2 separate regions of the Anas platyrhynchos genome follow, and region 2 is linked to region 1. A link is a contact called in public Hi-C data. All regions are on one chromosome and are shown on one strand. Each heading gives the region's core, a stretch centred on a gene start, on an enhancer-like site or on the middle of the called end of the contact. The rest is flanking DNA. Distances are from core to core; before and after follow the strand shown.

The links. Hi-C and Micro-C count contacts between places; a contact is called where the count stands out from the background.
Region 2: a contact with region 1 is called in a Hi-C map of subcutaneous adipose tissue, with 4 times the contacts expected there. The contact joins the promoter of TBX5 here to the enhancer-like site in region 1. A contact is called at or near these places in 5 of 8 Hi-C or Micro-C datasets (F1 follicle, liver, skeletal muscle and 1 more).

Annotation. Positions count from the first base shown.
Region 1 is chr16:6,409,718-6,415,087 of IASCAAS_PekinDuck_T2T, forward strand. No RefSeq gene overlaps it. Among named protein-coding and RNA genes, the nearest start is that of TBX3, 290 kb to the right of the region's middle. Within about 2 kb of position 3,219, at least 3 of the 8 cell types and tissues checked have an H3K27ac peak or open chromatin away from gene starts, as enhancers often do.
Region 2 is chr16:6,717,206-6,722,575 of IASCAAS_PekinDuck_T2T, forward strand. TBX5 (T-box transcription factor 5) reads left to right here and starts at 2,881. Exons shown (of 9, transcript XM_027470061.3): 1 at 2,881-2,976.

The sequences.
Region 1 (5,370 bases), core at 1,969-4,468:
CCACCTAGAAGCTCTGGGTACAGGGTTGTATGCCATAATGCGTTTTGTTACAGGCTTCATGCAGCTCATGTGGGATGTCCCCACATGCACGTGCTGCGCTTCCTCTCCTTGGGGCCATGCCTTCGAAGAGCTGCTGCTGGGATGGGTTTGGGCAAGGGAACAGGAGCTCCTCGCTCTAGTTCTGGTGGAAAACAGGAAACAGGCAGGGTGGTGCCTCCTGTCCATGCCAAACGTAGAGCAAGTGGCTCTTTTATTCATGCTCTTGTTAAGACTGCCTTTGATATTTATGTTTCTTTGAGCAGTCGTATCAGGTCCCGTTGAAACGGAGCGCTGGGGGACTGAGCACAGGTGTCCACACATGGATGCACATACGTCTTCGCTCACACACACAGCCCTCACTGAAGTCAGAAGAAATGGCTCGTCTTCTGTACCTCTAAAAACCTCTTCATCAACTATGGAAGAATGAAAGAGCGTTTTTGAAAGAGAGTGTCTGTCGTGTTTGTAGTGGCCTAACCAGGTAGATCAAGAGAGCCTTTTTAGTTGGGTTTTCTAATCAGAACATACCACAAAGAATGTTTGTTTATCTCTTAAACCTCTGCTGTCTAAATAGAGTATATAGTATCTTTGCAGTGGCAAAGGTGAATTGAAGTCCTGCACTCCTGTCATGTGAGAAGGAGCTCAGGAAGATTTAGAAAAGAATGGTGGCACTCTGCTGCAGTCCGTCAAAGGAAAGTGCAGGAGCCACCCACGTACTTGAAGGTGGATCCAGCTCCTCTCTTCGTCAGCATTTTTCTGCCTAGAGGCCAGGGGTGTGCAGTGGTGGACATCCATTAACTCCTCACTGGGAGTGTGTAAGCAAGGTACATGCCAGGAGACGTATGTCACCTCAGATAGAGCAGGGCTTTGTCAGCGCAGAAGGAAGAAGAAAGTCACTGAACTCCCTGAGGATGGACCTTGCCTTTGTTTTAGCTTGCTGTCATGGGTGGAGTCGGTTCTTTCGAATTTTGTGCTGAGAGGTCTTCTTTCTGCATGTTCTGGCAGCTAACCTGCTTTTCAAGAAACTGGACTGGAGCAGGCCATGTTTTTTTTTCTTTTTTTTTTTCTGTTAAGAAATGGAAAGAATAGATCTGTGTGTATGAGTGAAGAAGCATCAGCAAGTGTTTACTTAATTACCCTTCAGTTGTACACATCACATTTCTATCATGTATAAACAGCATGAAGAGTTAAGCCTCCTTAGTCTTTCTCCTCCTTCAGCTGTACAGTGGCTGAGTGATGACTGCGGTGACTCCCCTCAAACAAACACCTCTCCCCCCTCCACCCCTGCGCAGAGATTCTCCTTCCCTTTCTTTTTTTGCCAAGATAAACTGTGTGTGTAAATTGGGTGAGCGCTGAGTGCATTAAAGGGGGGGAAACAAAAATAGGACCCTAATTAATAGTTTTGTAACTAGGAGAACGGGGGAAGAATAATTTGAGGGATAACAAGAGCAGCTTTTCAGTCTGATACTTGGTGTGCGTTTGTGCATGTAGTTGCACACTAAAATAATTCCAGCTGTCCTTCCTTCTTTTAATAATGGTTCATTGCTTTCCCGTTGTGGGGCCATATTTGGACAAACATTAACCAGATCAAAGCCTAATGGATAGTTACGATGGCTCTGATTCAGCAAAGCACTTAGGCACAGTGTTTCATTGTAACTTCAACGGGACATGCTTTGACTTCAGTGAGATATAAGCATTGCCTCAACCAGTAACAGGAGAAGTGACTGGAGGACTTGGAGGAGGGAGGGGGTGTTTAAAAATCAAAGATAAAGCTGGTTCCCGTTCTAAAGAATAATGATTGAATGTTCTTGCTGTGAGATATCGCTGTTGGATTAAACACTCCTTGGCCTTCCTTGGTCTCGTCTGTACGTGTCATGCCGTGCTTCAATAGCTAGAGCACCAGAGCAAGAAGAGGTTGTGGAGTCCACGGGATTGCAGTTAAAGTAAAGGAGGGCAGAGGAAGGAATGCAGGAATGAAGAGTGGGAATGTGCCCGTGAGCCCTGTCAGCACTCTGATAGTCACAGCAAAGATGTGTTTGGGCCTAGGAGCTGCCTTTGCCAATGCCTTGCAGCAGGTGCTTAGGCAGCCAGTTTAAGTTATAGGCAAAGTATTGACGAGTGAGTGACTTGGGGACTTGCTGAACTGGACACTTCACGGGGACCAGAACGTTTGTTTTGGGCCAGGGAGATAGTAAAGGGGCCCTTCAGTCTGAGGATTGGGGCTCAAAGCTGGAACAATTTCACAGGAGAGAAAGTGTCACTGTTCAACAAGGCTTGAGGGAAAGAGGCTGAAATTATTTTTACTGAAATCCCCCTGTTGATTCTTTCTTCTTGATGGCATAACATCTTATTTTCATGTCTCTTCCAGTATAGTAATTAAATTGTGGCAGCTCCTAGGTGTTACTGTAGGTTTTTTTTATTTTTTAGTGGATGGGCTACACAACCTCGGCAACACTTTGAATTCCCCCTTTGTGATTATACCTGATATTTATAGTAAATCCTTATTCTGACAGCAGAATCTACCCCACATCTTGCGAACTGCTGATCTGGAGGTGTGTGTGTAGCTTCATGTAGAAGTTTTACTTGCTATGTTTCCCATTTCATGTTGCTGTGTTTTAAGTCACTGGCCTGAGTGAACAGAAGCAGTTGGTGGGCACGCTGCCGTTGTTGCACAAGTGAGTTTCACTTTCCTTTATACGCTCCCTCTGGATGCAGCTTTCTGCATTGAACATCCCTGTCATCGGTGCAATCACACGTCCTGTGCCTGCGAAGGACCAGATCCTGACCTCGGCGGCAGGAGGGGAAGCCTGAAGAAAATGGAGCCATCAGGGGAGGAGAGGGAGGGGAATTTAATTTCCTTTACCCTGACATTGATGTTGTTGTAAAGTCTCTAAAATGGCACCTTCTGGCTCAGAATTAAGCAGACACAGTGACATGTCTCGGTTTGTCCAGACTGGTTTTCTTGTCCAGTTAAGTAGGAGAGTCTTATGCCTTTAAAGCTTCCTGGCTCCCAGGAGGAAAATGCCAAACTTGTCAGAGAAAACAAACAGTGGCTTTCCTAGCCTGTGTGTGTTCCGATTAACGAATCTATTAGGCTATAAAACCTGGGACCCCCTTTCCCGGAGAAAGAGCATACATTAGGAAGCTGTTGACAGTTCCTAAGTCTGACCCCTTGCACAATGCTGGAGACCTATCAGCAGCTCGGAGGAAGGCAGCCGGGGCCTGTTTGTTCTAGGAGGTCTCGGAGAAGTATTTGCCGCTCGGTAAATGCCAGATGCGCTGCTGTTTTAATCTGTAATGTGGGAGGCCAGAGGGAGATAAAAGGAGGAGCCGCAGCACAGCTGAGTGGTTTTGTTCTCTTGGTGTAATCAAAATGTGTTTGGAGGCATGTTACCTTGGGCTTGGATATTGCCTGCAGACCATGCAGAGCCCAGCTTTGCGGTAACTTTCCAGCTGGCTTTGCGAAGGGGAACGTTGCTGCGGCAAGCAGTGAGGGCACTGCGACTGATGGCACTCCATGCTTTCAGATAAAAGGGAAGCAACTGCTGGTGTTGGATTTAGCACGTGCTGTGCTGATCTAAGCGTTAGCCTCCCAAGGAGATGCCAACCCACAGTTCTAACAGTTTGGTGGAAATAAAAAAGCCCATTTTACAAGAAAACAGGTACTAAAGCCTGCATTTTTAGCATGTTGCAGTGAAAGCATTTACATCTTATTTCCTCCTGCCCTTGCACTTCTGTTGTTGCTTGTTTGGGATGCAGCATTTTTCTCTGGCACTGTGGTATTTGTCATGCAAAAATGCAAATGATTCCTGCATTCCTTCACACACTGCTCAGCGTCTTTTCAAATTCAGGATGTTATGAATATTTCAGTGAGTTTCATCTTCCTGATCTGTTCTGCATTTGGTACCTACTGCTCTGCCTGTCCCAGAGCAGATAAAATGGACTGAAATGAGATGGTTTTGAAGCTGCAGGCTTCTGTTGTAATTCATTCACAGCCAGCTGTGCATATACCTACCATAACTCCAGCAATACAGCAGGCAAGTCTGGTAAAACCAGTGGTCTCTCCAACCCATCTTGTAAATGAGTCATGCCACTTTTTGTAATTAGTAATTAAGATAACAAATATATGTCAGTGAATAATGCAGAATGTATTGAAGAGTTACCGATACGTGATCCAACACGTTTTAGACAAATTGCTGCAGTGCAACGAACCTATTTCTTATTTTGCCAAACTGTAGCTGAGAATTAGCCCTCGTTCCAGCCCCCTCATTTCATCGGCCGTGCTCCTTTGTCACAGGTGGGTCATGGTGGCTCGGGGTCTGGGCGTTTCGGAGCAGGTGGCTCTTGCTCTCGTCACATCACACGCCACTTAGGTCGGTCCCTGGGAGACCTCCAAGCAGAAATGCTGAAATTCACTGTAGCGCGTTTTAATTTGCTGGATGAGATCTCTGTGTCTCTCAAACACAAGACTTGTTGTGAATCACAGCAGGATATTCTCTTAAAGAGCCCTGCAAAATGCTGCTGACAGTGTCACAGAGCGATGCTAATCCGACATCACATTGGTCATGGCTCCTCAGGTTTCCGCCCAGCTCTGTAGAAGAGGAGGCCTGTTACTGTGGGAATGAAGGACCTCGTGCTGTAGGGACACAGTCAGGGCATTAGGAGGAAGAAAATCTATCCTATTCCCATCACTTCCTGAAGGGTATGTGTCAGAATGACGCACGTACTCTTGACTTTATTTGATGAGGGGGCCATAAGGGGAGGGAGAAAGGAATGAAATGGTCTCAGGGGACCCACGGTTTGGCTTCACAGGGTCATGATGCTCTAAACGTTCATTTGGAATTGCTGAAACCGAAGGAGTGGAGAACAGCCCTTGCTGGATACACATTTGTCATCTTCGTGACTCAGGGGGGCTCTTGTGGATATTCAGTCACACCACGGATTATGGTGGGCTTCTTGATGGCTTTTCTCAGCCTCATAAACAGAGCTTGAGAGTAAGACAGGAGGATCCAAGTGATGGTGGCATATGCTGTGACTGAGCACACTCTCCCAAGGTGCTGCTGGTAGGACGAAATTCAGTCCTGCCCTAACCTTGAGGCTAAATTGCAGTGGCTCATTTCATTGTACGCCTTGGTGTCTCGCTTAACACTGACACAAGAAGTGGAGCTTTAAACTTCCGAGGAAATCCTCGTATCTGAAAGATACAGGAGTGCTTGGGAAATGGGGGGACCTAAAGTTTAGAAATGTGACTGGAGGCAGTGAAGTGCGGTGCCAGCAAAACTGCAACCAGCCCCTACCAATCCTGCTGGAAGAGCATCAGGAGCAGCGGGCAGG
Region 2 (5,370 bases), core at 1,631-4,130, 310 kb after region 1:
ATGCCTCGCTCAGAGTCGCGTTATCGCATGTCCCGGGGGAATTCATCCCCGCCGGCCACTTGCGAGCATCAGCTCGCCGAGCAGTCCCGGGCTCCCCCTCTGTGGCCCCCACCCCTGGACCCCCCCCCCCCGGCTCTATAGGGCCGGGACCCCCTTGTGGGGAGCGGAGATCCCTGGGGACCCCCCTGGCTCCGCGCAGCCCTCTTAGAGCCGGGTGTCTGGTTCGGTCCGTCTGCCAAATCTTTAGTCGGGGGAGGATAAAAGGTATTATTTTAGGGTGCTAAAATATAAATTTAGGAGTCCTCGGCATCCCGCGGCTCCAAATTTCTGCTGCCGGGAGGAGGGATGGGCGGTGTGAGAGCCTCATTCCCGGCTCCCTGCTGACTCCGGGCACAGAGCAAGGAGTGGGGGAAGCTCCATCCCTGCCACACGCCTCGTCCCTAATTCCCCAGATCCCCAAATGCTGGGGCATCGAGGCAGCGGCAGGACCCGAGCACAAAGCGGGAGCGGAGCCGGTGGCCGGGGCCGCCGTGCCCGGAGCCGGAGCCGCCGCTCTCCCGCTCCTGGAGCGCCACCTGGTGGGGGCAGCCCCGCAGCACGGCCGCGAAGCTCCCCGGGGCTGCTCCGGGGGGAGGTGAAAAAGTGGAAAAGGTGGTTTTTCGTTTTTGGAGCCCGAGGAAAGAGAGCCTCATCTGGAAAGCCTCCGTGCCGGCCTTCCTTCTGTGCTCTTGTAATCGTGTGTGTTTGTGGGGGCTGAGAATGTGTGCAAGGAGCCCATCAGCACTGATGTGACGGCTCCTGGTGATCTCAGTGAACTCCAAATGAGCATCCCAGTGCTGGGCATCCCCACGGAAGTGGCACCAGGCCTGGAATTTTGGTAGAAAACCTCCCAGAGCTTTACAGGTGTGAGTGGCTGTGCGGTGAGGGCAGACAGGGCTCTAGAAAGGAGCCATCTCCCTGCCCTGGTTTGCACAGCACAAGGCCTCCTTTGCTTCGTCTCCTTGCATTTCTGCCGCCCGCCCTCACATATCCCTGTGTCATGCACATACTGAGCTATTTTGCCTCTGTGTTATCTTTTTTTTTTGTGCTAGCCTTGCCTTTTGCTCACTTGTACACACATTCAAACACGCACGCACGGAAAACATCTTTTTACATTCTGTTTCATAGTTTGATTCATATTCTTCCTGCCTTACACTTTTTGCTCTCTCTTACACACGCATGCAGCTGTTCTTCATAAGCAGTTTGTCTTATTATAACCTTATTTATGTTTTCTGCCTCCTCCCTCATTACAAAACTATTCTGCACCAGAAACTGCCATTTCGCATGAAACACTTCTCTCCGGGTGAGAGATCAACTTGCTTTGGTGGAACTGGGGGCACTAAAATGTGAGAACAAGGATGTAAAAGCAGGAAGACATGCATCAAACTTCAGGGTAAACAATGGGAATGATATTGATTGCGTTTTAATGTGCGGCGGTCACACAATGGGGAAGAAAGCCTTCCCAGGGAAACAAAAAAAAAAGACACTCGTCCTCTTAAGAAACTGGTAGCAGACAAAATCCACTGAAACTTCTGAACCAGAGCAGAGGGATCTTTAGGGAAGAGCCTTCCAGGTCCAGCAGAGCTTCCAAATAAACTGCTGTCCTACTTTCCGACTGTCTCTGATTAGCGATGAGAGATGCCCATTGTCCCTTTCCACGCCGGTGCACGCTCTCATTAGGGACCCTGAATTGTGTATGTGCATGTAGGCGTCAGAGCTGCTTTGCAGCAAGTGATGCACAGGGTTTCTGTGGAAGGTAATTCCCGGGTTCCAGCGGCCTGAAAGATTTATGAAGGAGATTTATGAAGGAGTTAAACCCTTGGAGCCTGGTGTTAATGCTTCCAGGAGCGGCAGGCAGGGGCGATGGGCTGATTGTCGTGCGAGAGAAGCGCTGGTCTTGCCACAAACGCTTAGTGAAGCTGTGTGAACAGGGCTTTGGGGGAATTCACAACTCCAAGGGCAGCCGTTTTGCTGGCTGTGGAAGGATTTGGTGGAGAAGTAGCAAAGGGTTCACGCTGCGCTACTTGGGTGTCGGGTTCTGAGCTGGATGCATGGGGGTTAGGTAATCTGGAAAGCAGTAGTCCTTGCCACTCCTTAATGAGTTATCTCAAGTCCAAATCACTTAATTCCCAATGAGGACGGTGTAATGCACGAGAAAAAAAGTGTCAAAAACATGAAGGCACAGCTGCTCTTTCCACTCGAGTAGCTGAGATCAGTTTGGATAATGGATATTCTGCCCAGATCCTTCCAGGGGAACTTCGGGTCTCCAGCGCCTCACTGAGAGGAGGCACGTTGATTTATCATTTATTTATTGGATCACAACTCTGCTTCATGGGTAATCAATCGCTGCTTTTTCTGCTTCCTTTTCAATCACATCACCCCGGTGAAATCAGGGGGCGAGACCACTCTGAGAGCAGAGCTTTCCCTTCAAATAATATTTCCATAAGGTTTCTAGGTGTCAGTGGGAGATGGAAGGAACAGCAGCCAGGGCTGGGTTTGGCCTTGTCATTTAGGGTTGGGAGAGCACCCTCATGCCCCTGCCCCGAGCACACAGCAATGGATGGTGATGGTTCCCAAAAGTTTTAATGGCCTGGGGACTTGGGTACACCATGCACATGGGCTCACCCCACTTTCTTGCTCTGAAATGAGCTGGAATGGAAATTACAATTAATTTTGGGGCTAAACCCTGCTTCTCCCCAGGACCTATTGCTGCCTGCTCAGCCCAGTGCCACCTGTGTGCTGCAGACCCCAGGCTTTACACAAGTTCCAGCTGTGACCCAGCACCATCTGAGGGACCCAGCTGGGCCTGATAGAGCTGGGACTGCAGGGTTTATGAGCTTGGGCCAAGGAATGGCTTTTTCCTGAAGACAGTGGTGTTGGAGGAGCTACAAGGTGCAAGAGGCTGCTGAGAGGACCTGTGATGGATTCCCTATGCAGGTAGGAGGCTGTGGGGGGAAAAAAAAGGGACTTGGTGTAGGTGTAGTGCTGGTGGTAGATGCTGTATAGCTTCTTGGCTGTGCCTTGGGAGCTGTGAGGTGTTTTTTTTTTCATGGAGGGAGTCTAGCATGTGTTGAAAATGCATTCCTTAGTCCTTGGAGGGCTTCAGGGATTGTGTCTGCTAGATTCTGTCTTGTGGCTGTGAGTACCCTTCAGATAAAATAGAATGGGGCCTTGGTTTGCAGGTGTGTAGCTGTGGTGGATGTGCACCTACCTAGGTCATTCCCTCCCTGCTGGGGCTCTGCTAGACCTAACACTGTGTCTGTGGGATTTGAGGTAGGTCTGAGTGAGCTCGATGTGGTTTTTGTTCCCAAGGTGCCAATGTGTCCTTGCAGAGAGCTTGTGGGCAATGCCCTGAAAGTAGATGTGAAATGTCTCGAGGTGTATGTTGGGTCCTGTGAAATCAGTCTCTTGTACTCTTTGATTTTTGGAGTTCCTTGGCTGGGGAACAAACGGGGCGGCCTGCGTTTGGGGAGGATGTTGAAACCTAGGGGTGAGTGTGGCAAAGACTGAGAGTTAGGAGTGTAGCTGGAGGGGAAGGAACTTGATAAACAAGTGCCACGCTCCCTCTAGCTGGCCTGGCAGCCTTTTGTCATCCTGCATTCATCTGCCAGCCTGGCTGGTCTGTTCAACACCTGCTTTCTTATGTGAGAAGCCCCAAAACTACTTGTGGTGTTTCCTTATTTTCAGGGACCTCAGTCAGGTAAAGCATCAATATGTAAATCTCTATTCCAGGCAAGGCACACCTAGTCAGTCTGGGACAGCAGTCTGCTGATAACCAGTGCCACTTAGGGCTGCGTGTTCTCTAGGACAATTGTCAGTAACCAGCATGTAGGAATAGGGTAGCTGTTGGGACATGAGCTTGTGTTAATCAATGCTATGATATTATTTGATCTAAAATGGAGTAGAAACACTCAATTACAATACTCAGTTTGAAAATCTGTTCCTAGGAAGCTGTGCTGGACAGAGTCTTCTTAACATGTATTCTTTCATTTTCAAAGCAGCCTTTTGCCCTATCTAGAGAATTAACTTCAGAGTGTTTAAAACTTGGAGGAGTTTGGAGAGAAAGGTGGGAGGGATCTGTCTGTTTTTTATGGTGTATGTTGTTACGCCCAGCTATTCCCCCATTGTAGCTTCAAACCGTTGATGGATATCCTTGTTCACCTCTGTATGGGTGGGTTTCCCCATGTCCAGCTTGGTCAGCCATCAACCTGTCCCGTGACAGGAGGGCTAACTAAAAAAATGGGTTGGGAACTGAGTCACAGTAAGTCTCTTGTGCTGGAGGAAGTTGTGTGAGAACAGAAACATGATTCAAGGGCTCCAAAGCTGGACTGAAGCTTGTGCTTTTCATTTTGGATTGTCACTGCACTGGTGTGGCTCCTTCTCATTGTACTGTGCTCAATGTCCTGCAAAACTGGGCAGCCAGCTCCCTGTCCTGGCTTTGCAGAACATGGGGGAATTAACCACGAGAGCTCCTGACTTCTCCATAAGGCTCTCCTCTTCTAGCACTGCAGAAAAACAGTGGTGAATGTGAAAATGCTTTTATCTTTAAGGATTAGGCAGTTGAAAAGCAGGAGGGAGTGGAGTGAAGACTGGTCTCCATGACCTTGGCTAAGCTTTTTTGCTCAGCTCTCTGTGCTGAGCATAAGATTACTTAGTGTGGGCAGCTCTCCTCCTGCCAGTGGAAACTGGTGTTGTGAAGGCTGCTGGTTGTGTTAGGAGCTGTGGAGTTTCAGAAAGTCGCCTTTCCTGCTGGCAGTGTGGCTGTCTGGCTGCAGGAGCTTTCACAAATGCATGAGTTTTAAGCTGCAAGCAGGCCTGAATGGCAAATAGAAGGGCAAAGGCTTTATCTGGGGGCCTCCCTGCTAGATCTTGAGGGTGTTAGCCTTTAATGGGTCCAAGATGAACAGAAACACTGTGGGATATGCTCTGTCCCCTTGGCTATGTCCTGCAGCACTCCAGGACAAGGCAGGTCTTGTTCTTTAGGCTCTGTTATACAGACTTGTATTGTCTTGGGTATGGGGATCACTGAGATAGTATTGATTGGGGAACACAAAGTCTATTTTATCTGGAAGACCCAGTTCACGCAGCCTAGACCAAACCTCTCCTGCCACTTGGAAATGGGAGAAGGCCTGCCCCAAACCAGAGATCTTCGAGCTGATCCCAGCTCCATCCAATTAACCTGTTGTCCCTTACTGGAAAGGGATGGGTAAAATCAACCTCATCAAGAGTAGGAACCCTTCAAAGGTCAGTGTTGGACTGGTGGGTAGGTACATGGATGGTGCATGCTATAGCTCTTGCTGTAGCTCACATTAGCTACTTGGACACAACATG